7 separate regions of the Mus musculus genome follow, and regions 1, 2, 4, 5, 6 and 7 are each linked to region 3. The links are chromatin contacts, called in public ChIA-PET, HiChIP or PLAC-seq and Micro-C maps. All regions are on one chromosome and are shown on one strand. Each heading gives the region's core, a stretch centred on a gene start, on an enhancer-like site or on the middle of the called end of the contact. The rest is flanking DNA. Distances are from core to core; before and after follow the strand shown. Region 1 overlaps Hdac4 (histone deacetylase 4). Region 2 overlaps Hdac4 (histone deacetylase 4). Region 3 holds the start of Ndufa10 (NADH:ubiquinone oxidoreductase subunit A10). Region 4 overlaps Hdac4 (histone deacetylase 4). Region 5 overlaps Hdac4 (histone deacetylase 4). Region 6 overlaps Hdac4 (histone deacetylase 4). Region 7 holds the start of Gpc1 (glypican 1).

Evidence for each region. Hi-C and Micro-C count contacts between places; a contact is called where the count stands out from the background. ChIA-PET counts read pairs in DNA pulled down with a chosen protein or histone mark. HiChIP or PLAC-seq counts read pairs in DNA pulled down with a chosen protein or histone mark.
Region 1: a contact with region 3 is called in an RNA polymerase II ChIA-PET map of memory CD8 T cells, with 167 read pairs. The contact joins the enhancer-like site here to the promoter of Ndufa10 in region 3. A contact is called at or near these places in 9 of 39 promoter capture datasets (3T3-L1-derived adipocytes, HPC-7-derived erythroid cells, cranial neural crest and 6 more), 5 of 484 Hi-C or Micro-C datasets (CD4 T cells, CD8 T cells and natural killer cells), 14 of 115 datasets of contacts at active chromatin or transcription factors (astrocytes, bone marrow-derived macrophages, effector CD8 T cells and 7 more) and 4 of 9 other capture datasets (adipose tissue, embryonic stem cells, liver and 1 more).
Region 2: an H3K27ac HiChIP or PLAC-seq map of regulatory T cell precursor shows a contact between it and region 3, with 4 times the contacts expected there. The contact joins the enhancer-like site here to the promoter of Ndufa10 in region 3. A contact is called at or near these places in 12 of 39 promoter capture datasets (the 3T3-L1 cell line, 3T3-L1-derived adipocytes, the SN4741 cell line and 7 more), 6 of 115 datasets of contacts at active chromatin or transcription factors (bone marrow-derived macrophages, effector CD8 T cells, embryonic fibroblasts and 3 more) and 3 of 9 other capture datasets (adipose tissue, embryonic stem cells and liver).
Region 4: a contact with region 3 is called in an H3K4me3 HiChIP or PLAC-seq map of embryonic stem cells, with 15 times the contacts expected there. The contact joins the enhancer-like site here to the promoter of Ndufa10 in region 3. A contact is called at or near these places in 26 of 39 promoter capture datasets (the 3T3-L1 cell line, 3T3-L1-derived adipocytes, the C10 cell line and 17 more), 3 of 15 datasets of contacts at CTCF or cohesin (embryonic stem cells, large pre-B cells and pro-B cells), 9 of 484 Hi-C or Micro-C datasets (ECoMG-derived neutrophils, the G1E-ER4 cell line, the MC3T3-E1 cell line and 6 more), 39 of 115 datasets of contacts at active chromatin or transcription factors (the HPC-7 cell line, the NIH/3T3 cell line, the SCID.adh cell line and 27 more) and 5 of 9 other capture datasets (adipose tissue, embryonic stem cells, liver and 2 more).
Region 5: an H3K4me3 HiChIP or PLAC-seq map of bone marrow-derived macrophages shows a contact between it and region 3, with 3 times the contacts expected there. The contact joins the enhancer-like site here to the promoter of Ndufa10 in region 3. A contact is called at or near these places in 8 of 39 promoter capture datasets (the 3T3-L1 cell line, the C10 cell line, HPC-7-derived erythroid cells and 5 more), 9 of 115 datasets of contacts at active chromatin or transcription factors (bone marrow-derived macrophages, embryonic forebrain, embryonic stem cells and 3 more) and 2 of 9 other capture datasets (adipose tissue and liver).
Region 6: an RNA polymerase II ChIA-PET map of memory CD8 T cells shows a contact between it and region 3, with 39 read pairs. The contact joins the enhancer-like site here to the promoter of Ndufa10 in region 3. A contact is called at or near these places in 19 of 39 promoter capture datasets (the 3T3-L1 cell line, 3T3-L1-derived adipocytes, the HPC-7 cell line and 12 more), 1 of 15 datasets of contacts at CTCF or cohesin (large pre-B cells), 2 of 484 Hi-C or Micro-C datasets (bone marrow-derived macrophages and stem cell-derived primordial germ cell-like cells), 23 of 115 datasets of contacts at active chromatin or transcription factors (the NIH/3T3 cell line, SST interneurons, bone marrow-derived macrophages and 15 more) and 4 of 9 other capture datasets (adipose tissue, embryonic stem cells, liver and 1 more).
Region 7: a Micro-C map of embryonic stem cells shows a contact between it and region 3, with 5 times the contacts expected there. The contact joins the promoter of Gpc1 here to the promoter of Ndufa10 in region 3. A contact is called at or near these places in 11 of 39 promoter capture datasets (the 3T3-L1 cell line, cranial neural crest, embryonic stem cells and 6 more), 9 of 484 Hi-C or Micro-C datasets (CD4 T cells, CD8 T cells, cerebral cortex and 5 more), 9 of 115 datasets of contacts at active chromatin or transcription factors (SST interneurons, effector CD8 T cells, embryonic brain and 6 more) and 2 of 9 other capture datasets (adipose tissue and liver).

The regions. Positions count from the first base shown.
Region 1 is chr1:92,063,220-92,065,923 of GRCm38.p6, reverse strand. All of the region lies in intron 2 of Hdac4 (histone deacetylase 4), which reads left to right. Among named protein-coding and RNA genes, the nearest start is that of Hdac4, 120 kb to the left of the region's middle. Within about 2 kb of position 1,328, at least 64 of the 459 cell types and tissues checked have an H3K27ac peak or open chromatin away from gene starts, as enhancers often do. A contact at or near this core is called in CD8 T cells, effector CD8 T cells, memory CD8 T cells and 3 more, where this site is marked.
Region 2 is chr1:92,102,920-92,105,793 of GRCm38.p6, reverse strand. The region is part of intron 2 of Hdac4 (histone deacetylase 4); the gene reads left to right. Among named protein-coding and RNA genes, the nearest start is that of Hdac4, 76 kb to the left of the region's middle. Within about 2 kb of position 1,548, at least 31 of the 459 cell types and tissues checked have an H3K27ac peak or open chromatin away from gene starts, as enhancers often do. A contact at or near this core is called in bone marrow-derived macrophages, memory CD8 T cells and regulatory T cell precursor, where this site is marked.
Region 3 is chr1:92,472,444-92,475,143 of GRCm38.p6, reverse strand. It overlaps Ndufa10 (NADH:ubiquinone oxidoreductase subunit A10), which reads left to right and starts at 1,386. Exons shown (of 10, transcript NM_024197.1): 1 at 1,386-1,481. The coding sequence starts at 1,407.
Region 4 is chr1:91,962,391-91,965,204 of GRCm38.p6, reverse strand. Hdac4 (histone deacetylase 4) reads left to right here. Exons shown (of 27, transcript NM_207225.2): 17 at 379-425. Among named protein-coding and RNA genes, the nearest start is that of Gm46242, 84 kb to the right of the region's middle. RefSeq lists an enhancer at 1-2,277. Within about 2 kb of position 1,359, at least 23 of the 459 cell types and tissues checked have an H3K27ac peak or open chromatin away from gene starts, as enhancers often do. A contact at or near this core is called in embryonic stem cells, neural stem cells, second pharyngeal arch cranial neural crest and 1 more, where this site is marked.
Region 5 is chr1:92,033,012-92,035,711 of GRCm38.p6, reverse strand. All of the region lies in intron 3 of Hdac4 (histone deacetylase 4), which reads left to right. Among named protein-coding and RNA genes, the nearest start is that of Hdac4, 150 kb to the left of the region's middle. Within about 2 kb of position 1,256, at least 37 of the 459 cell types and tissues checked have an H3K27ac peak or open chromatin away from gene starts, as enhancers often do. A contact at or near this core is called in bone marrow-derived macrophages and hematopoietic stem and progenitor cells, where this site is marked.
Region 6 is chr1:91,983,326-91,986,025 of GRCm38.p6, reverse strand. It overlaps Hdac4 (histone deacetylase 4), which reads left to right. Exons shown (of 27, transcript NM_207225.2): 10 at 1,249-1,365; 11 at 1,453-1,648. Among named protein-coding and RNA genes, the nearest start is that of Gm46242, 110 kb to the right of the region's middle. Within about 2 kb of position 1,310, at least 54 of the 459 cell types and tissues checked have an H3K27ac peak or open chromatin away from gene starts, as enhancers often do. A contact at or near this core is called in effector CD8 T cells, hematopoietic stem and progenitor cells, memory CD8 T cells and 3 more, where this site is marked.
Region 7 is chr1:92,830,333-92,833,032 of GRCm38.p6, reverse strand. Gpc1 (glypican 1) reads right to left here and starts at 1,388. Exons shown (of 9, transcript NM_016696.5): 1 at 936-1,388. The coding sequence starts at 1,101. It overlaps Gm29481 (a long non-coding RNA gene), which reads left to right. Exons shown (of 3, transcript XR_003947946.1): 1 at 1-338.

The DNA.
Region 1 (2,704 bases), core at 79-2,578, 410 kb after region 3:
ACTGTGGACTCTTAGGGATTGTGAGATTTGAACCCTTAAACAAATCCTAAGCACTGTGGTTTTCTTCAGAGTGCTGAATGGGTTTCCAAGTCAGCAGAATTTTCTCTTGGACTTGCCATCACCAGACCTCTGCCTCCACACCTCTGGAAGTGTATGACCTGGCCAAGCTGCATACAGGCTGGTAGTCCTAATAGTTCTAATAGATAGTCCTAATAGACTGCCTTTCAACGTAGGCCCCAGAGAGTACCCTTCTAGCTTCTTGATGACTGCGGGTGTCAACCCTTGGGCTCTGTAAGAGCTCCCCAACCTCTTTCCCATGCCCACTTTACTAGTTAGTACTGTGGTCCTAGTTTATTTCCTTCTCAGCATTGGAAATGAACCTTTAAGTCTTCCTGAGCCCCATGATCCTCATCATGGCTCTGGGACCCACAGCCATGCTCCTGTCCCACTGTGCTCTTCCAGACATACAGTGCTGCCTGTGCTCCATCCTCAGCCTGTGCTTCCCTGCTCCTGTAGAGCTCTTTCTTTCTACACACCCAAAGTGTGCTTTACACAGCCCTTTCTTCATGTCCTTAAGATACCTGCTCAGAGGCCATCACCATTGTCTCTCATACCACACAGTCCATTTACTAGACCTTTTGGCTGTTGGGAGTTTGGGGTGCCAGGACTCGGTATTGGCCAGAATGTATCCTTCAGACCCTCCAGCTGCTCAGCAACTAGCCAGGAGGACACACTGTCAGTGCGTTTCTGGCAGAGTGATGCCATGCACCCTGTGCTCAGTGCCCTGTGTGCAGATCAGTAAGCTAAATGCTGCATGGGAAGTTGGTTTACTACCTGGTCAGCACCAACTTGGGACAAGGACAGTAACTGTCCTTTCCCTTCCTCTTCCCACCCTGAGGACTAAGCTCAGGTGAAGGAAGCACTTAGACAATACCTAACTGGTCAAACAGGAGCCTGACTTGTGAGACTCCTAATTTAGGACGTAGGCTCAGTGCTAGGAAGATTCTCTAACACCAGTCTAGAAAAAGAAAATGTCTTTTTCATGAATTAAAGCAAATATTAATTCTACAAAATTCCAGAAGAGAAAGTCTTTGAGCCCACACTGCCCTTGTGGTGGAGGGGAGAGTGATCTTGGAGCCTATACTGGTCAGTCCACCCCTTCGGCACTTGGCTGCCATGCCCTCTATGCTATCCTCGCTCCTGGCATCCAAGGCACCAGGCTTCTCAAACACGTATCATCAAGACACCAAGAGCACCACAGGGCAGGCAGAGTCACAGAGAGGGTGGCTAACAGGCTCAGCACTGTTTAGCCACAGGGTGAGCCGACGCTGACTCTGATGGCTGCTTAGGGCTTATTGTTGTGGATTAGTGACTCATTCCTTTGAGCTGATTGTTAACGTCTACCTGTTCCCCAGCTTCCTGTCACTTAACCACAGACACCTTTAGCTGATTTGTGATGTTCAACAGTGTGGACAGTGTTTGGAGGCAGGCTCATCCATAAAGTAGGTTTGGTTGCTGACTCACCCTTTTCAGGGAGTCGGATGCTTTGGCATTTGTGGGGTGGAGCACCTTAGGGAGGAGCTAGCCTAGACTCTGACTGAACTCAGATCATGGTCTTCCCTACAATATAAGTCAACCTAACTCCCCATATCAGCCAGTCTTGATCAGATCAACAGACAAGGGAGTCCAGCTGGAAGGTGGTTCTGCAGGACTGATGTAGCTGGGCAGGTCTGACCCCAAACCTCATAGGCCACAAGGCCCCAGGTTATGGCCTTTCCCTTCTCCTCAAGTCCTCTGTGAGTTGGCTACCACAACTTCTGCTTCTACAGATAGACAGCTGATGTCTGGAGTAGGTAAGGTTAGTTCATTCCCAGTGGGCATCAGAGCTGGGGCTGCATCTTTGCTTGAGATAATTGTCCCTGTACCATGTCCTTTGCCTGACTGAAGGTGCCTATATTGAGAGCTGCTGCTTGTAGTTCAAGAGCCTGTGGGTACTGCTGCACTACCCTTTGTAGTCGTCATCCATTACTTGTTACATGGGCTCTGGGGGAACATGCATATCTTATTTCCAAGGTTATTTTCTCCTCCTCTACTTTGAGTAAAACTGTCCTGAAACAATGCACCCAGTTACTCCCCATCCCCCAGGGATGAAGATGTTCTGGAGCAGAGAGATGAGTGCTGTTTGCAGACCTGTCTAGGTCATCATCCTATCTGTGTGCCCATTTATAAATGTCTGATGGATCATGTTGTTCTCTGAGGCGGACCTGTCCCTGAGAGCCAATGTATAGCACCTTCCACAAGACACCTGCCCCTGGTCAGGAGACACTACAACGTGGCTAAGGCGACCATCCAGACAAAGATGTTTCTTCTGTGTATTCCTTTGCATCCTTGCTGTCACACACCTGCTGGCTCACTCAGTGCTTGTTGAGCCTCTGACACACCCAGCTATGTGTACTGTGCCAGGACCCCCTATGGCTAAGCTAGGCCTGCTCTTCCCTTGGACAGTGCCTGCCTGTGGGTGTGCTGTCTTCCACACATGTTCCTCTGTGAACATGCTGTGTGTTTCTTGTTTCTAGAGCTTCTTGGCTATGTGCATACTGCCACTTTCTACATTTATATCTTCCTAGGGAAGATGTTCTAGTGGTAGACAGTTTGGGGTTCTTTGTGGCTCAGGCCTGACCCTTCCCTTTGTTTAGGCCTCTGT
Region 2 (2,874 bases), core at 299-2,798, 370 kb after region 3:
CCTAGGGGAAAGCTCATGGTGTCGGGTACCATCCCATTCCTGAGTCTGAGGATCTGAAGCAAGAGGCCTGGTAGAAGAAGAGGACACTCCGGGTGTCCATTCTAAAGGAAAGTGCTGCACACTGTAAAGTGCAGCCAGGCTCTGAGTGATGCTTGTCATTAAAGTTTTTATCAGTGTCAGTGCCATTCTAGTGTCGGCCACAGGGCACCTGCAAAAGCTCTATACTGTGAGCCCAGATGCAGGAGCTTTTTTACCTGTGGCACATGTTCTGTCTGGAGCCTGAAGAAAGGTTGCTGAGGTGATGACCTCTGAGGGGTTGCAAAGACTTTGTAAGGAAATCCCCATAGTACACTTAGTCTTTGTCAAGTGATGGTGGTACTTGTGACAACTAGGATTGCTGGGACTCTAGAAGGTTACAGGGTAAGTAAAACTTGTCCCAAGTCTTCCTGGAGATGCAAAGGTTCCAGTGTGTAGCGGGGTTGGTCTCTGCCTGTGTTTTAGCCCCTGTGATGCCCAGAGGTCTGACCTCCTCGGATAAGCCGTGGCTTGTCAAAGGGGTCTGGCCCAGTCAGATGTGAAGCCTAGATTCAATCTGTCTCTTCTCTGGAGAGACCCAAATGTTTCTGTCTTGTTCCTGAACGTTTCATGAGTAGGCTTGCTTGGGGGATGGGGTGGGGTAACTCTGTCTCAGTCCCTAACATCTCTGTTGTGTGAAACACATTTTTTCCATCATGATTGCAACAGGGAAAAGAATACACCAGTGACTGATTTCAGGTAGGATGCTACCTTGAACTTAGTGTCCATGTCCCACAGCATGGCCTTGTGTGCCTGAGACCTTGGTGGTGTGTGCCTCTGTGGCAGTGTGATCTGACGGGACTGAGGGCTTGCAGCATGGCCTCGCCTTGATCAGTTTGAGGAACACCACTGGCCTCTGTGTCTAGAAGCTTTGATGTTACTTCTAGGTCCCTGTTTCCTTTTTGTGTTTGTGGTTTTCTGTGTGTTCCTACCCTGTGCTTGGTAGGGCTGTGCAAGGGAGGTTGATGGTGTGGGTTTCTGGGAAGTCTTGGGAACGTTTTAAGCTAGGATAGTAATTTAGTGATGGATTGATCTTTGACACTTGGGGTGCTGCTAGTGTGGCCAACACTCATACTACTTTGTTAGCAGTGAACAGAGCTAAGGGGGCCTACCTATCACATGGTAATGTAGTCTCCTTGTGTTTACCCAGCAAAACCAGTTTTCTTAAGGACAACTTAGCTCAGCAAGGTTTCACAGTGCCTTAGAACACATGGTACCTGAGCTAGAGTCTAGACTTGAACTGTTCACTCTCCCTCTGTCTCAGTGACATAATACAGAGATTAAGGTTATGTTTGCAGGTAGTTTAGTGGCATATTACTGCCACACAAGCAAGGTGGGCTCTTTTCAACAGGGAATCTACTTTGGGGGACCTATTTCACATAGTGATTGTGGTGGCATCTGGACAGGCTGCAGACACTCCTGGTCTTGTGCCTGGTGCTCATGGGAGATGTTGGGTCTTGAGTGTACCTCATTGTCTCTTTCTGGTTTCTGATTCCATCAGAGCTGCATAGAACAGCCCAGTGGGACTAGAGGGTGACTACTGCACTTGTCTTGTGACCCTCCATGTGACCCTGACTGATGCCAAGAAAGGACATAGGCCAGCCCTTATTGGCATAAAGTGTCATTCCTGTTGTTCTTTATATAAAAATTAACATGAATGGGGATTGTATTATTTTCTCCTATAAGCAGGGAACATCTTTTGGAAGCCATTTCCATGTCTGTTGATGTTTTTGGCAGAAATAGTGAAATAATGAATGTCAAGGAATTAGAGACAATAGTTCTAAGATTGTGTGCCTCAGATAGGCCTAGTGAATGAGTGTGATCACCAACCCAGTGCTGAGCAAATTAACCTGCTACCCAGGTTTCCTGGGCCATGTCTTAGGCCTCTCAGGCACTGGCATCAGAGCCTAGAATGGAGAACAAGCAGCACCCTGTCCATCCCTATCCCTAAGCACCTTTGGGCCTTAGTTCAGTGATTTATCTTCAAGGGAAATGAGCGGAAGTGATAATAAGATGAATGTGTAGTCCTTAACAAGCAGAAAACAAAAACAGTGCAGATTCTTTTAAATGCCAGCCAGCCTTGTGACCCTGATCTAAAGTGGCCCTGAAACAGGAAATGTTTATGGGGTGACCTTTAAAATCAAGCATTGGCATGCAGCTAGCTGTCAGCATCTAAGAAAAGGGAGACCAACTCCTGAAGACAGGCAAAGCAGAGACTCGGGGCTTGGGGCACTGAACTCTGGGGCTGTTAGCAGCACATACTGCCTTGATACTGAAGTGAATGTGTGCATGCTTGCACGTTTTGGTGTTGGGGAAAATTCCACTTTTTGTTAGTATAGGTCCTGCTGCTGGTCTGTTTGCATAGACTCTGGAGGTCAGTTTGTCTCTTGATTGGAGACATTGGATCTCTGAGGCTCAGTGTTCCTCATCCATAAAATGGGATGCCTGTCTCTTGGGCTCTTCTGGTGCTTACTAGACTATCACAGTTAGCCTTCCTGCTTGTTGACCACAGTTGTCATCTCTTACCTTGGTGGAGACACTTTTATTTCAGAAGCAAAGTGAAGTTTGGACACAAACAGGACAGAAATGCTTGGAGAGGCAGGGGCTGGGTAACAAATACTGAATTGATAGTGAGCTGGTACAGAGCCCATGACCATAAATAGTCATCCTTGTTTACAAAGCAGGATGTACCATTTTACAAAGAATAGAAACCTGTGAAGAAAGTTGATGTGGTACATACCTGTGGTACTAATAGATAGATTGTGACTTCGATTAGGTAGCATGGCCCTGTCTCCTCTC
Region 3 (2,700 bases), core at 137-2,636:
CCTTTGTTGGAGCATATGTGTTCTTTTATTTTAAATGAATATTGAATTTTGTCAAATGCTTTCCCTGAACCAAGCAATCTGATCACACATAATTATTTTGGTTAGTTTGTTTTTTATATCAGTTGATTTTAGGATGACATCCCATTGCTTGTGGTGCACCACTCATTTCATGTGTTGCTGGATTCAATTTGCTGAGATACTGATATATGGAGGTCTTACATTTTTGTACTGTCTTTGACAGTTATGGCAGCATAACATGCGATAGTAAGCATTATCGCTTCTGTTTTCTGGAGGAGACTGTACATATTTAGTATCATATATTTATGTATAAAGTAAAATTCTTCAGTAAAACATACGTGCTTGGGAAATTTCTCTTTTGGGGTTGAGTGATTTTTGAATTACACTGGAGGGGAGTAGGGAAATGAGATAATGATCAGGATTCAAAAGAAATGAGGAGAGGTTTCCCCTTCCCGTATTCAATGTACTGTAAGGATACAGGACTTTCTAGAAATCCAGAAATGCGGGGGAGGTTTTGTGTTAACTACATGGAAAGTGGTCCAAACCCAACCCAGAACTCCTCATTGTCTTGGGGATCCTCTCCCTATCAGCACTTTCCTGGCTTCTGCGCACTGCACTCTTCCACCTCAGAGGCTCTTGGAGCTGAAGAGCTTTCCAGGAGGTGACTATAAAGTCGGCAGCTGTGGAAATGAGGCAGGGTGATCTGCACTGGAGATATATGGTGGTGCCAGGTCTGTGGCCACCTCAGCTCTTAGCACTACAAAAGCTCAGAACTGCTAGGTCGTGAATTGGTTGCCCCCACAGGGCTCAAGCTGATGACAGGTCCTTCTCTCAGAAACCTAGGCAGGGAGAATGTGACGCCCCTAGAACTCAGATGGGGAATGGACTCTCTCCTCAGCGACCAGAAGGGCGGGGAGCGGATCCTCCCTACAGAACTCAAACAGAAAGTGGGTCTACGTTTGGGCGTGGAGCAGGGAGACAGCACAGATTCTGGGGAGCGAGAGGATTCACCCCACAGAACACCTGGGAGTGGGGGGTCACACTTTTGTCACACAACTCAAGCATCTGCGAGAACCCGAGCTCAAAGCTGGGAGCCTCAAGGCCCAGGCAGGACTTCTAGCCCTTTGCCACTTTCATACTATAACTTGTCTAGGATCTAGGCGCGCTCCTCGCCCAAACAATCTAAGCTCAAGCAACTAGAGCGTCGACAAGCCTAAGCTCCGCCCCTTCCCTCTGGCCCCGCCCCGTCCCAGTTCCGGAATATTTTCTTTTTTCGACAGGCGCCGCGAACACTCAGTGGTGACGTCATGGCAGCGCGCCGCGGACGAGCTAGGACCCCGTCGCGTTCATGTCCCTCTGGTCCTTGAGCCGGCGCAGACGGCGAAGTCATGGCCTTGAGGTTGCTGAGACTCGTCCCGGCGTCGGCTCCCGCGCGCGGCCTCGCGGCCGGAGCCCAGCGCGTGGTGAGCGGCGGGTGGCTCTCCTTGCTTGGATCTCGGCCTGTCGGCTCCGAGCCCTGACGCTCCGGCGGCGTCTGTCAGACCCGTGAGCCGCGAGCTCCTGAGGCCTCCGCTCACAGCACCGGTGCAGCGGGACTCACTTTCCCGGCTGCATACGGAGAGCCGAGATGCCGGAGCTCCGGAGCCTGGGCCCGCATGCTCATCGGTTCAGAAACTGCTTTGTGGAACGCCTTGTAGACTCTGGGGTGACGTGATGTGGAGCAGCAACAGAGATTTGGGGTAGATTGGGGAGGATTAGGACCTTTTAGGGTGCATGCAGAATAATGGGTGACAGTAGGTGCTTAGGGGACCGTGGCTGGAAACAGGACACGTCTTATGACGGCATCATAACTTCTTTGCTTTATAGTAGCTAGAACTACATAGGTGGTAAATCGGAAAGGGGTTGACAGTCATGCTAAGGATTTTTATTTTGAACAGGAGTGATCTGTGTGTGAAAGAGGTATAGATGTGAACCAGAGAGAGACGAGGTGTGTGTGAATGTGAGCCTGGATCGGCACTGTCAGCCTAAGCCCCACTATGAATTAGCACTGTCAGCTTAAGCCTATTAGGATCGCAGTGGAGCACAGCAGCAAGAGCACAGAGCATATTCACAATCCACTCTTGACCTTGACCCTCAGAGACCACACTCCTTCCCCTGTATCTTCACATCACCCTCTTCAGTGAAGTCGTTTCATATATTCACATGTCGGAAGTTCAGTCACACCCCGTTCCACCCTAAGCTTTTCATGCATTGAGTTCATTCTTTATGCTGTGAAGTTTTATTGTTTTGCACAATGAGCAATATTATATTTTGGACTTTACAATACACACAGAGTAGTTCACAGCCCTAAAAAAAAAAAAATCTATTGTCCTTAATATTCATTTATTTCCCACCCTGTCAACTCCTGACAGCCACTGTGCTTTTGATGATTTTTGTCATTTTGCCTATGCTAGACTCGTGTAATCAGTCACACATATTACCTGACACAGTGCTTTCTTTTTTTACATAGACTTTGACAGTTACACTTAGAATTTATTTGTGGGGCTGCACAGCTGTTAAGAGTACTTGTTTCTCTTTTAACACACACACACACACACACACACACACACGTACACAATCTAGACAATATTTCTTAAGCCAGATGTTGTGGTGCACACCTTTAATCCCAACATGAGACAGGCA
Region 4 (2,814 bases), core at 110-2,609, 510 kb after region 3:
GCCTCCCCTAACCCCTAGATCTGCCAGCCCTCAACAGAAGAGGTTCTGTTCTGTAATAGGAACACTGTCAGGTACAAACAAGCTCCCCTACCCACAAGATGTATGGGCAGCATGGTGTCTGGACTGTGCAAGGCTGTGCCAACTCCTCAGGGGCCCACTCCCACCTCCTGTGGCTGCCTACCCATAAAACGCTGCTTCCTTTCAGACTCTGGCAGAGCCACTCTCCTTGCCCTTGCTGCCTGGTGGTAGAGTCTTGCAGCAGAGCCTGTGGGACTCTAAGAACCAGTCTTGTCCTAGGGTCCACAGCATGCTTTTCAGACTGGGCACTCACAGAGCCAGTGCTACCCTGATCTTCTGACCCTGTCCTTCTCCCCACAGGCTCGCTGACCTCAGTGTTCGTCAGGCTTCCTTGTGGTGGTGTTGGGGTAAGCATTTCTTTAATGTGTAAATAATGTCCTGTTTGTTCTCAGGGCCTCAGTGGTCACAGAAATCATTGCCTTGCTCTCTCGAGTGGGTAATGGCTGCCAGGTGTTTTCCATAAACAGTACTATGGGGTGGGCGGGGCCATCTGGGGCTTCAAAGGGACTGAGAGCGTTTTTGGTTTTTTTTGGTTTTTTTGTTTTTTTTGTTTTTTTTGTTTTTTTTTCACGGAACTCAGGCACCTTTCTTTGGGGAAGGTTGTCTAACAATGCATCTTACTAGGCCACAGCTCTTACGCACCTCATGTGTACACTGTGCCTCATGGCGTACGTTCACAGCAGTGCTACATGCTTGTCCATACAGGCCACAGAGGCCTCTTAGGGAATTGTGGACTTTTCTTGCCACGCTCTAGTTTGTACTCCAGATAGTTTTCTGTGCAGTGACCAGAGCATCCATGGGTCAGATGACATTTGTAAGACATTCTCTGGTTTATGGTGGCCTTGCATTTCTATAACCAGGTGATACGAGTAGCTAGTCACTTGGAGAACAGACTCAGACACACAAATGACAAAAAACTAGGCAGCCGTCAAGATATCTACTCCACCTGTGTAGACAGCCTTAGCTTGTGCTGCCAAATTGGCCTCAGGAGGCAGAGGTTCTGCAGTACTCTTGTCCCCTGGGATAAGAGAGTGGGACCAAGCCTCCTGTCTGATCTTCTGACCTTCAGAGTCACAACAGCGCCTGGTGTGTTGGGCCAACACATGGCCAAACTTGTCCTAGCAAAACCTGTGCTGTGTTTGATCACAGATTGTGAGGTGAAGCTGAGGTCTGGATTCTGTTATGGAAATGAAACAAAATTGTTTTCTTCCTGAGTCTTTACAGAAATCGCTGCTTTGAAAATTGCCCCGTCAGAAAGAGAATGATGGCATCTATTCATACTACCACCAAGCTCTCCTGGAGTTATTTTGTTTTGTATTGTAAATAGGCTGCAATCTCTTAATTCAGGGCAAATTTTTGGCCCAACTTGAAAAGATTTGGATTTGCACTGCCCTGCAGCCAGAGGGTCCTGTGCGAGGCAGCATTTATAATTTGCAAATGAAAACTAAATGCAAGCTCAGACCTAGGGGTCAAACCCAGGCAGACTCCTGCACAACTAACCCCAGATCTGAGGTCCAACCGGCATGCCAAATGAATGCAGGCGTACTGAACAGATGTGAGGGGAGCCCATGGGGCCCAGCCTGCAGAAGGGAGGCCCAGAGGCAGCAAGGCAGCCCAGAAGCTCTGACTTAGTGTCTCTTTGGGTCTCTGCTACAGCCATGGACTCAGTTTTCCTCCCAAGATTTCCAGGGCTCGCTCCCCCTCCACCCACTGAGGTGTCAGAAAGAGCAGTGCAGATGCTATGGGAAATCTGAGACCTGTGTGGGATGAGGAGTGGGGACCTAAGGGCAGGCCCCTCTGTACCTGGAAGCAGCTTCCCATTGCCAGTTCTGTCATATGGTAGTTCTTTTAGAATGTAAAAAACCAATCCTTATTCGCTCTGTTAAGTAAAAGTTTGAAATACTTTTGATCTTTTTTTTCCAAACCAAATAAAAACTCTTCTGTTTTGTTCACCTCATTATTGTGAACTTGAGACTAGTAAAGGCCTGTGTCTTTGACTTCCTGCTCCTGCCCTGCCCTGCCTGGAAATGTAGGCTGGCTTCTGCTGGCTTCTACCTCCTCCGACTGCAACTTGAGCCCCTCATTCCCAGGGCTCACCCAGATTTGCCACATGCTCCGTTGTCAGTATTCAGCTTCATTTCCCAGATATTTCTGTCTGTACTTCCTATAAAGCACTTTCCTCTTGCTCCCGTTAGCATCACCACCCTAACGGAAGCAGCTGGTAGACATAACTGGGGACAAAATAGCAGAAAGTCTTGCCATGATAGCAGCCTGGAATCCTGGGGTTTATTCCTTCCTCTCTGCAGAAAGGAGCTTGGTCAGGTTACAGACACTGACCTGTGATGCCCAGAGAGTAGTCTACAGAGAGTCCTGGAAGAACTGGCACATGTCATGTGTAGTCCCTTCCCCATGTCTTAGACATGCTCTTTAATAAAGTCAAGCTCAAGCTGGAGAGATGACTCCATCCTTAAAGGCTAGGCTCACAACCAAAAACATAAGAGTTAAGTTCCCAGAACCCATGGCTGTCTCTCCAGCCACCAAAAAAGTACAAAGAAAAAAATAAAATAAAGCTAGGCTTTTTCTTCACACATGGGAAGGAAATGATCACTGAGCTTATAGCCTCCAGCCTGGCCTGGACACTGCTGGGCTGCCTAGGACACTGCTGCCCCCTGGGGGTCACAAGGCAGCTGGTAATGTCTGCTGCACTGTCTGTCACCTTTGATATTATAATGAGCC
Region 5 (2,700 bases), core at 7-2,506, 440 kb after region 3:
TCATTCTTGTCATAACTGCCAATGCCATGCTCTCATGAGTGAATGGGGACCATGGCCTCAATCTCTGCAGCTGGCACTTGAGCAGGGCTACAGCCAGACTCCTGATGATGACTGTGGGAATGAGCAGGCCATGTTCTCAGGAGCCCATGACCAAGTCTCCTTGACTGTGTGGGTTCCAGGCCTCATTTTGTGTCTGCCAAGGTGGCCTTACTTGAGAGGAAGCAACAGCAGTGACAAGGTATGGATGTGAGTCACAGGTAACAGAGGGCCTTTGGTCTTCTGCTGTCTTCCACCTTCTGTAGCCAAGAGTGGACTTCTGATTGGTACTTCAGGATAAAGGCCGAGGCAGGCTTTCTGTCCTTCCCAACACTTATTGTGGCAAGGAAGTGCTTCTTGGAGCTCACTGGCAGGCAGACTTTATTGAGGGACCAGTGCTGGGACCTAGCACTGCCCTCTGCTCTCATGTAGAACAGTTGAGCCCAGGCCCACTGTGGACTTGAAGAGGGGTCTCAGTGAACTGTCACATGGGTCTTATTTGCTCTGTGGTGCTCGTGCTCTGGGAGTGATGCCTCTCTTCTTCAATCCTCCAGTGTAGGTACCCTCTGGAGAGCTGTAGTCCACACAGAGCCCAGAACAAACCCTGTCCTTGGCTGCTTCTTCAGCTGTTGGGCTCCTAGAAGTTAGGAAGTGGAGACTGGAAGCATGGGCACTGCCTGAGGGAAGAGTGGGCAGCAGTCTTAGGTGACACTCACTCACTTTTCAGTCCAGCTCACAAGTTTAGGGTACCTTAAAGTACCCAAGGTTACAGCTTCTTTTAAAGCTTTAAAAAGAATGCCTTAGGCATGAAAACATTAGTAAACTGAGCATACGGAATGAAGATGCAGCAGAACTCAACACAGGTAATAGCTCTGCCTCCCCCTGTCATCAGCTTTAGTTTGTTAAGATAAAGCTCTGTTCAGTGCATGGCAAGTACCTTCAGAGTGCCCCCCTGCTGTTCTTTATCAAAGTGTGCCCCATCAGTCACACATGTTGGCTCTTGTTCAGAGACCCCAATGACCCTTTTACTTTCCTTGGTAGGGGACTGGCCAGCTTGACCTGGAGGTCAGGAGCTATAGTGCTGGATTTGCAATGGGAAGTCTCAGTGCTGTACAGTTGGCTTCTGACTGAAAAGAGTTTCAGTTGTTACAACACTCACTTTAGTATCCTTTGGACCAAGCGTGATTGTGGTTTTCTTGTAACAGGCTCTAAGAAACAGGGAAGTGCTACTATGGAAACTGTTCCAGCTGGCTATATCTCTGCCCTATAACTGAGGAGGAGCAGCTGAGCAGCTTAGTCTTTCCACCGCTGGAGCTATACTGCCGGATTTGCAATGGGAAGTCCATCCCACCCCCCAGCTGCCCTCTGTACATCCTGCCCTGCCAGTCCCTAAGCATTCAGTACCCCCAGCTGTGCCTGTAGAGGCCAGAGGAAGGCATCGGATTTGGATTTCTTGAAGCTAGAAGTTATTGGCAGTTGTGAGCTGTTTACCGTGGGTGCTGTGAACTGAACTCTAGTCCTTAAGCAGCAAGTGCACTTAAACTCTGAGCCATTTCTCTAGCTCCAGTATCTATAAGTTTAATTTTTTTTCAAATCATATTTTTAATGATGGTTCTTAAATGCTTTAACCTCCCTTGTAACCCACCACTCACCATAGAAAGTGGAAAAGAAAAGATAAGGGGTAGGGAAGTGGACCTCTTTAAAAAGGTTCTTTGGAGCAACTCCTGTCTGTGTTGTCTGGAAATTGGCAGTTCGGTTCACAGGTTAGCAGGCAGTGGCAGCTCAATCCACTCTCACTTCAGATACACCAGTAATCCAGTTCGGTAGGTAGCAACACTGGTAACAGGACCTAGCAGACACAGCCAGGCCTTAGCCTGGGCTCGAGTCAGCAGAAGTGACTAGATGGAACAGCAGGAGAAGTTCTTGGCTGTGCCTCTCTCAGAGAAGGGAAGACACGAGACCCGCAAGCATTGCACAGCCGTACTAGCAAGCCCAGCCTGTCTCCATCACTCCATCGAGTACTAATTATACCCTCCAAACATCACATGTCTACCTTGTGCCTTGCTTCAGCATGTGCGTCTGTCTCAGCTGATATTACTCTGCCAATCAGCCTGAGTCCCTGGAAGTGGCAAGAAACTGCAGTACACCACCAGAAGATTTTTTTTTACTGTGATTCTCTCTATGGAGTCCTGACAAATGCAGCTCAACTATGCAATGTAAGATGGACCAATACATGCATGTTGTTAAAAAAGAATCCTTCGTCATGTGTGCTTTTGAGTACTTGCTTTAGCAGAACATCCTCTCCAGTATCTGCTTCAGTGAAATGTTCTTTCATGAGTCTGCCTTAGTCTTTCACCTGTGTCCACTTCAGGAAAACACTCCTTCATGTGTTTGCCCAGCAAAACACCATCCAGAACAACTGACTCTCCGTGAACCCTTAAGTTTCCACTTCAACTATCCCTGTGACCAGTATATGGGTTCACTGGCAGGGATGATTGGCCTGTCGTGTTCTTGAAGTTAACTCAGATGATCCTTTTAAAGGTTGTATACTTGATGTTGAAAGAGCTGCTAGGCATTCCTAATGGTATCCTCCTGTGAAAATTAGAGATGGGCAGATGGCATGCTCTTGTGGCCAGCATCTTTGATACAGCCTTGTTAATATGT
Region 6 (2,700 bases), core at 61-2,560, 490 kb after region 3:
TGGTAGTTAACACACCTCTTATTACAAACTGCACATGCTCACACTCCTGCAGAGTATGCAATGTCTGACCACTGGCCCAGGCTCACTGAGGAACCCCAACACTCCCAGGAAGCTCCTGCACTAATTTTATACCAAGCTGTAACCTAATCCTAACCCTAGCTCTGCCACCAATAGTAACCCTAAGCCTAACCTCTGCTCCAACCCCAAGAAGAACACTAACTCTAGTGACAAACCTACCCTAAATGTACCTCTAACACTGACCTTAGAAGTAACACCAGTAATGACAGAATAATAACCTCTAATAAACAGAAATAACGGCTAGCATGATTATCAGGGCAGTCCCTGACCTCTGTGTGTTGATATGTACAAGTCCCTGTGTTCTTTTAGCTATGACTTGCAGCAAGGTGGAAGCCACATACTCTGCTGCCATCAGACTGCTTAAATGACCCTGTGGCTGACTTCATGTGCTTGGGAGCCATTTTCTTAGGGCTGTTTCTTCCCACTGCATTCAGAGTGGAGCCTCACAGTCAAGAGCAACACAGCTTTTAAGGCTTCCAAACACAGACTGCGAAATCAATCTGCAAAAAAGGACAGCAGTTTATAATCCCATGACCACTTGGTTCAGCTTTTCTGAGCTTTTACAAAATCTGTCAGTTTGATGACTTGGTAAATATGTTTTTCAGTCACTGATAAAAGTTGAGCATTTTTTCATTTCCCTTAAAATGGGTGCTTTTGTCATTGTCTTTATTGAGTTCTGCTCTCATGTTAATTGGTCTATGATTGACAAGTTCTTTATATTCCAGTCTTTGTTTTTCCTGCGCATTGCAGATTCCTGTCATCATCTACCTTTATAAGAACAGGGTTTTTCCTCCTCACCATTAACTTTCTCCTTGCTTTCTGCTTTTGATGTCATTCTTGAAAAACTTCTAACTACAAAAATATTTTAAGATGTGTTGTTCTAAATATCCTACCCATAGCTTTATGGTAAGTAGGCAGATTGAATAAAAACAAACAAGGTAGCAGGAGCCCATTAAGAGGGGAAAACTCAGGAATGGGAGCCCTGATTCAGTTCCGGTGGCATGCTGTGGTCTTCCCTGCACTGGAGGCCACAGTCTGCACAGTTTGTTTTGCACCAGGCAACCACACATCAGCACCTCATGCTGTAAGTGCCCTTGCAGCCCTGGGTATGCTGCTTGTATTGGAATGTCTGTAGTAGACTCTGACGGTCACAATGTCTTCTGTCTACAGACGAGCTTGGCACACAGACTTGTGACTCGAGAAGGCTCAGTCGCCCCACTTCCTCTCTACACGTCACCATCCTTACCCAACATCACCTTGGGACTTCCTGCCACTGGCCCTGCCGCTGTAAGTTGGCCTCTGTGGGTCTGTGTGGCATGGGGTGGTTGTCTACTCCAGTTCCCACAGCCTGAGTTTACTGGTTCTGCCTTTCAGGGTGCGGCAGGTCAGCAGGATGCTGAGAGGCTTGCTCTCCCAGCTCTCCAGCAGCGGATCTTGTTCCCTGGGACCCACCTCACCCCGTACCTGAGCACCTCGCCCCTGGAGAGGGACGGTGCAGCAGCTCACAACCCCCTCCTGCAGCACATGGTCCTGCTGGAGCAGCCACCCACCCAGACACCCCTTGTCACAGGTAAGAACCACAAGGAGATCTCTGTGGCGTTAGCAGTTTCCTTGGCCTCCTGTAGCTTTTAAAGAAGGCTGGAAAGAACAACTGAGCCCATACAACAGTAGAAACTCTATGGTTCTCTGTAATGTGATAGCTACCTTAACTGTGGCAAAAAACTGTGTCCTGCTTAGAAAAATGACCAAGGAGTACCAGTCAGTGCCAGTGGCCCTCTGTTTAGCCTCCTGCTCTCCCACTGATTGGTTTCCCTACAGCTCGAGGAAGCAAGTGCATGAAGTGCAGAAGTGACCGTTGATTTCTCAGCTTGAGGATGATTGCATTTAGAAAAATACAAGTTTGAGACAAAGTAAACTCGTGACATTTACCCAGTTACCACACTTTGGAGGGACTGTTTCAGAAATGATGGCATGTGGAATGTTTCTCATGAGACACACAACCCTCCCTATTGGTGACTTGGCCCAGTTCTCTACATCATCCTTAGGTCAGTGGGTGACTTCTTCACACCTGTTGCTTCACTCAGAATCACAGCCAGAGCAATCCTAGAACTGGCGTTGTCCATGTTCCAGTGTTCCCCTGGGCCAGCCTCTGGTTGGTGTGTTAGAGTTCCCACCTACTGGGGTGAGTTGGTCTGTAGGGCTTGGTATTGGTTTCCTGTCTTGTGCTTTTTGTCCCTAGTATGCCCTTGGCTCTCCCAAGTCAGTGATCTGGACAGGAACAGCACTTGGTCTGCTGGGACACCCTCCTCCAGCTCTGAGAGCAGTGTCTCAGTGACCATGGACCGCTCCCTACACTCAGGCCCCTTCCTGTCTGTTCTCTTGGAAGCCAGGGACCATGGGCTTCATCTTCCCATCTATGAGTGAGATGCTAGCACAGAGTGACAAAGTGAAAAGACTCAGTTCCCGTAGGCAGCGTCTGACACCCAGCAGCCCAGTCGGTGCTGATCTCCAGGTTGAGGTTTTTCCTTTGGGGTTAGCTGGGTTTTGGTTTTGGTTTGTCTCTTTATTGTATTTATTTGAACCTCTGTTGCTGTTTTGATATTAAATCTTGCTGGCCTCAAA
Region 7 (2,700 bases), core at 139-2,638, 360 kb before region 3:
ACTTATCCAGGAAAGCTCCCCACACATTTAAGAGCAAAGCCTGGGGCTTGGGAGGTCCTTGGGACATTGCATAGGCACTCCAAGCTCATAAAGATTCGGTTCCCAGAGCTCCTGAGGCAGCAGGGAAGGGAAGGGAGGGGAAGGGCTGCTCTCAGCAGCTGCAGGGCCGAGGCCGCCGCCAGGAGGGCCGCTCTTCTTACAAAGAGATGACAAGGCCCCTGGGCGGGATCCAAGACGCCGACCACCTGCAGCTGGGCTCGCAGCTCCAGGCGGCCCGGAGCGCCCGGTCAGACCACGAGTGTGCTAGGATAGGGGCGCTGGCGGGCACAAGTTCCTAGGTAGGAATCCCCTCGAGCCCTGGGGTCCCCTGAATCGCGCAGCGGGCTCACATTTCCTTAGAACCCAGGCTTGAAGTGTAGGATCTCCCCCATAAATCCCACCTAGGCGGCTCCTGCTGTGGATCCGCGTAAATTCCTAAGCAGAACCCTTGACGCCTCTGGGAGAGATCCGCATAGAGAAGTTCCTAGCCCACTGCAACCGGGATATGCGACCCAATAGACCGTCCCAGAGCTACCGCTTGCTTCGCCGCAAGGGCGGCAGGCACGCTGTCCCGGAGCTGGGATTGCTGCCCCGCCAGCACAGTGGGCCAAGCCGGGGACCAAAGACGCCCAGCAACAACCCTAACCCAAAGGGAGCGCAGATTGCTATGGGGAAGGGACTCTAGAGCGTAGTGGCTGGGAACTGGGCAGCAACAGAGCGGATCGGAGCTCGGGGGCGAGGGCCGTGGGGTATAGACCAGTTGAGGAGCAGGAGGCCACTCCAAGTCCAGGCGGCGGGTTCTGGCGCCCGGGGCTAGCTGCGGCGCGGGTAGGGGCCCAGATCAGACCTCCCGAGTGCTAGGGTCCGGTGCCCCCGGACGCAGCGCCCTTACTCACCCGAGATCTCTGCCTGAGGCACATCGCTCAGGCTAAAGCCCTTAGCCCCGTAGATCTGGCGGACTTCGCTGCAGCTCCGGCTCTTGCTGGCGGGGTCCCCGCGGGCGCAGACGACCAGCGCGGCGGCCGCGCACAGCAGCCACCAGCCTCGGGTCCGGAGTTCCATGGCGGGGCCCGAGGCTCCCTGGCCGCCGGTGCGCGCCTCCCTCGGTCCCGGCCGGCCCGCTCAGCCCAGTGTGCGCGAAGGGCAGAGCCAAGGTCCCAGCGCGCGACGCTCGTGGTCCAGAGGCGGTGGCAGTCGAGGAGGCGGAGACAACAAAAGCCGGCTGCGGCTGCGGCGCGGGGAGCTAGGCGCGAGGCGCGAGGTCCGGCCGCTCAGTCGGGCCGCCTAGAGCGCGGCGGGCGAACGCGCAGCCCCGGCTCGGCGCCTCCCCCGCCGCCCGCCCGGCCCCACGGCGGCCGCGGAGAGGGGCAGGGAGGGGCGGGGAGCGCGGGCGGGAAGAGGGGAGCGCCCGGGCGGGGCGGGGCGGGGCGAGGCGGGGCACGATCGGGGCGCACCGGGCGCCCCTTCGCTCTCCGGAGGGAGAGGAGGGAATGTTCTCTCAGCCCAGGCGATGTGCTCCGTTGCCTGGGTGAGATGGGAGGCGGCGGGGAGAGCCTGGAGTGCAAAGGCCGAGTCCGGGGTCCCCTAAGGTGTCCCCCCCAGCCCAGCACCCAGGGCGGCGGCACCACCTGTGGGGGCGGGGGCAGGGCGGGGGGGGGGGGCAGCTGAGGCAGGGCTTCCCTCGCCGGACGTGACATCACGTCCTCCGCTGGCCAATCAGGAGCTTCCCCGCCCCCAGCCGAATTCGGCATCTCTTTGCTCCTTTCCATCCTTCACCTTACCGGCTTGCTCTCTTAGCGCTTCTACTACTCAGTCCTGGTCCGGTCACTTCCCTACTCACCTGCTGCCCCCCACCCCCCAGCAACAACTCCTACATCCATACGCCCTTTCTAGCCGCCCCTGAGCGGCTCCAGTTCTCGTCTGACGTGTTTTGGAGGAGGATGAGGGGGCTGAAAACTGGCCAAAAAAAAAAAAAAAAAAACTAGCCTTCATCAGCTCAGATGACTTCAGTTGATGCAGATTGCCAGCGACTGTTACGGTCCCTCTTCGTGACTATTTAGGTGCTAGAGCAATGGGGCAGAGGCAGGTCTGTAGGCTTGGGTGCAGCGTGGTAGGTGACCTCTGGCAAAAGGAATAGAGCGAGGAGTTAATGTTGGGCAGCTCAACTCCAGGCCAGGTGTGGCAGACCACCAACTGTCACGCAGCTGCAGGGATGATTGTGGGGAGAAGGGACCCTACCTGGGACCTACCTGGGAGCTGGTGATGGTGCTGGGTCTGGAGTTTCTTGCTTAGCTGCTGCCGGGCAGCACTATCCCTCCTGCTGTTCCCTTTATCCTATGAAGAGGCCATCATAGCTGAGGTTAGACTGAATCTAGATACCTAATCTGGGAATGGGAAGAAAGCGAGATGTGGTTTATGGTTGAGAGTCATAGATTACCACTATGTGTCAATAGAGTGCAGCGCTCTTGGATTCAGCTGAATCAGGGCTTTGCAGGTTTGTGGCAAAACCCCCAATCACCCATGCCTCAGGATGTCCTCCCGTCAGGGGTTCTGTCCACCTTAGGGGGTGGGTTTCCTGTCCTAACTCCTAGGAAAGTGATCCAATTAATCTCTGCAGTCATTGCTTGAGAGTAACAATGGAAAACCAATCTATCGGAGCAG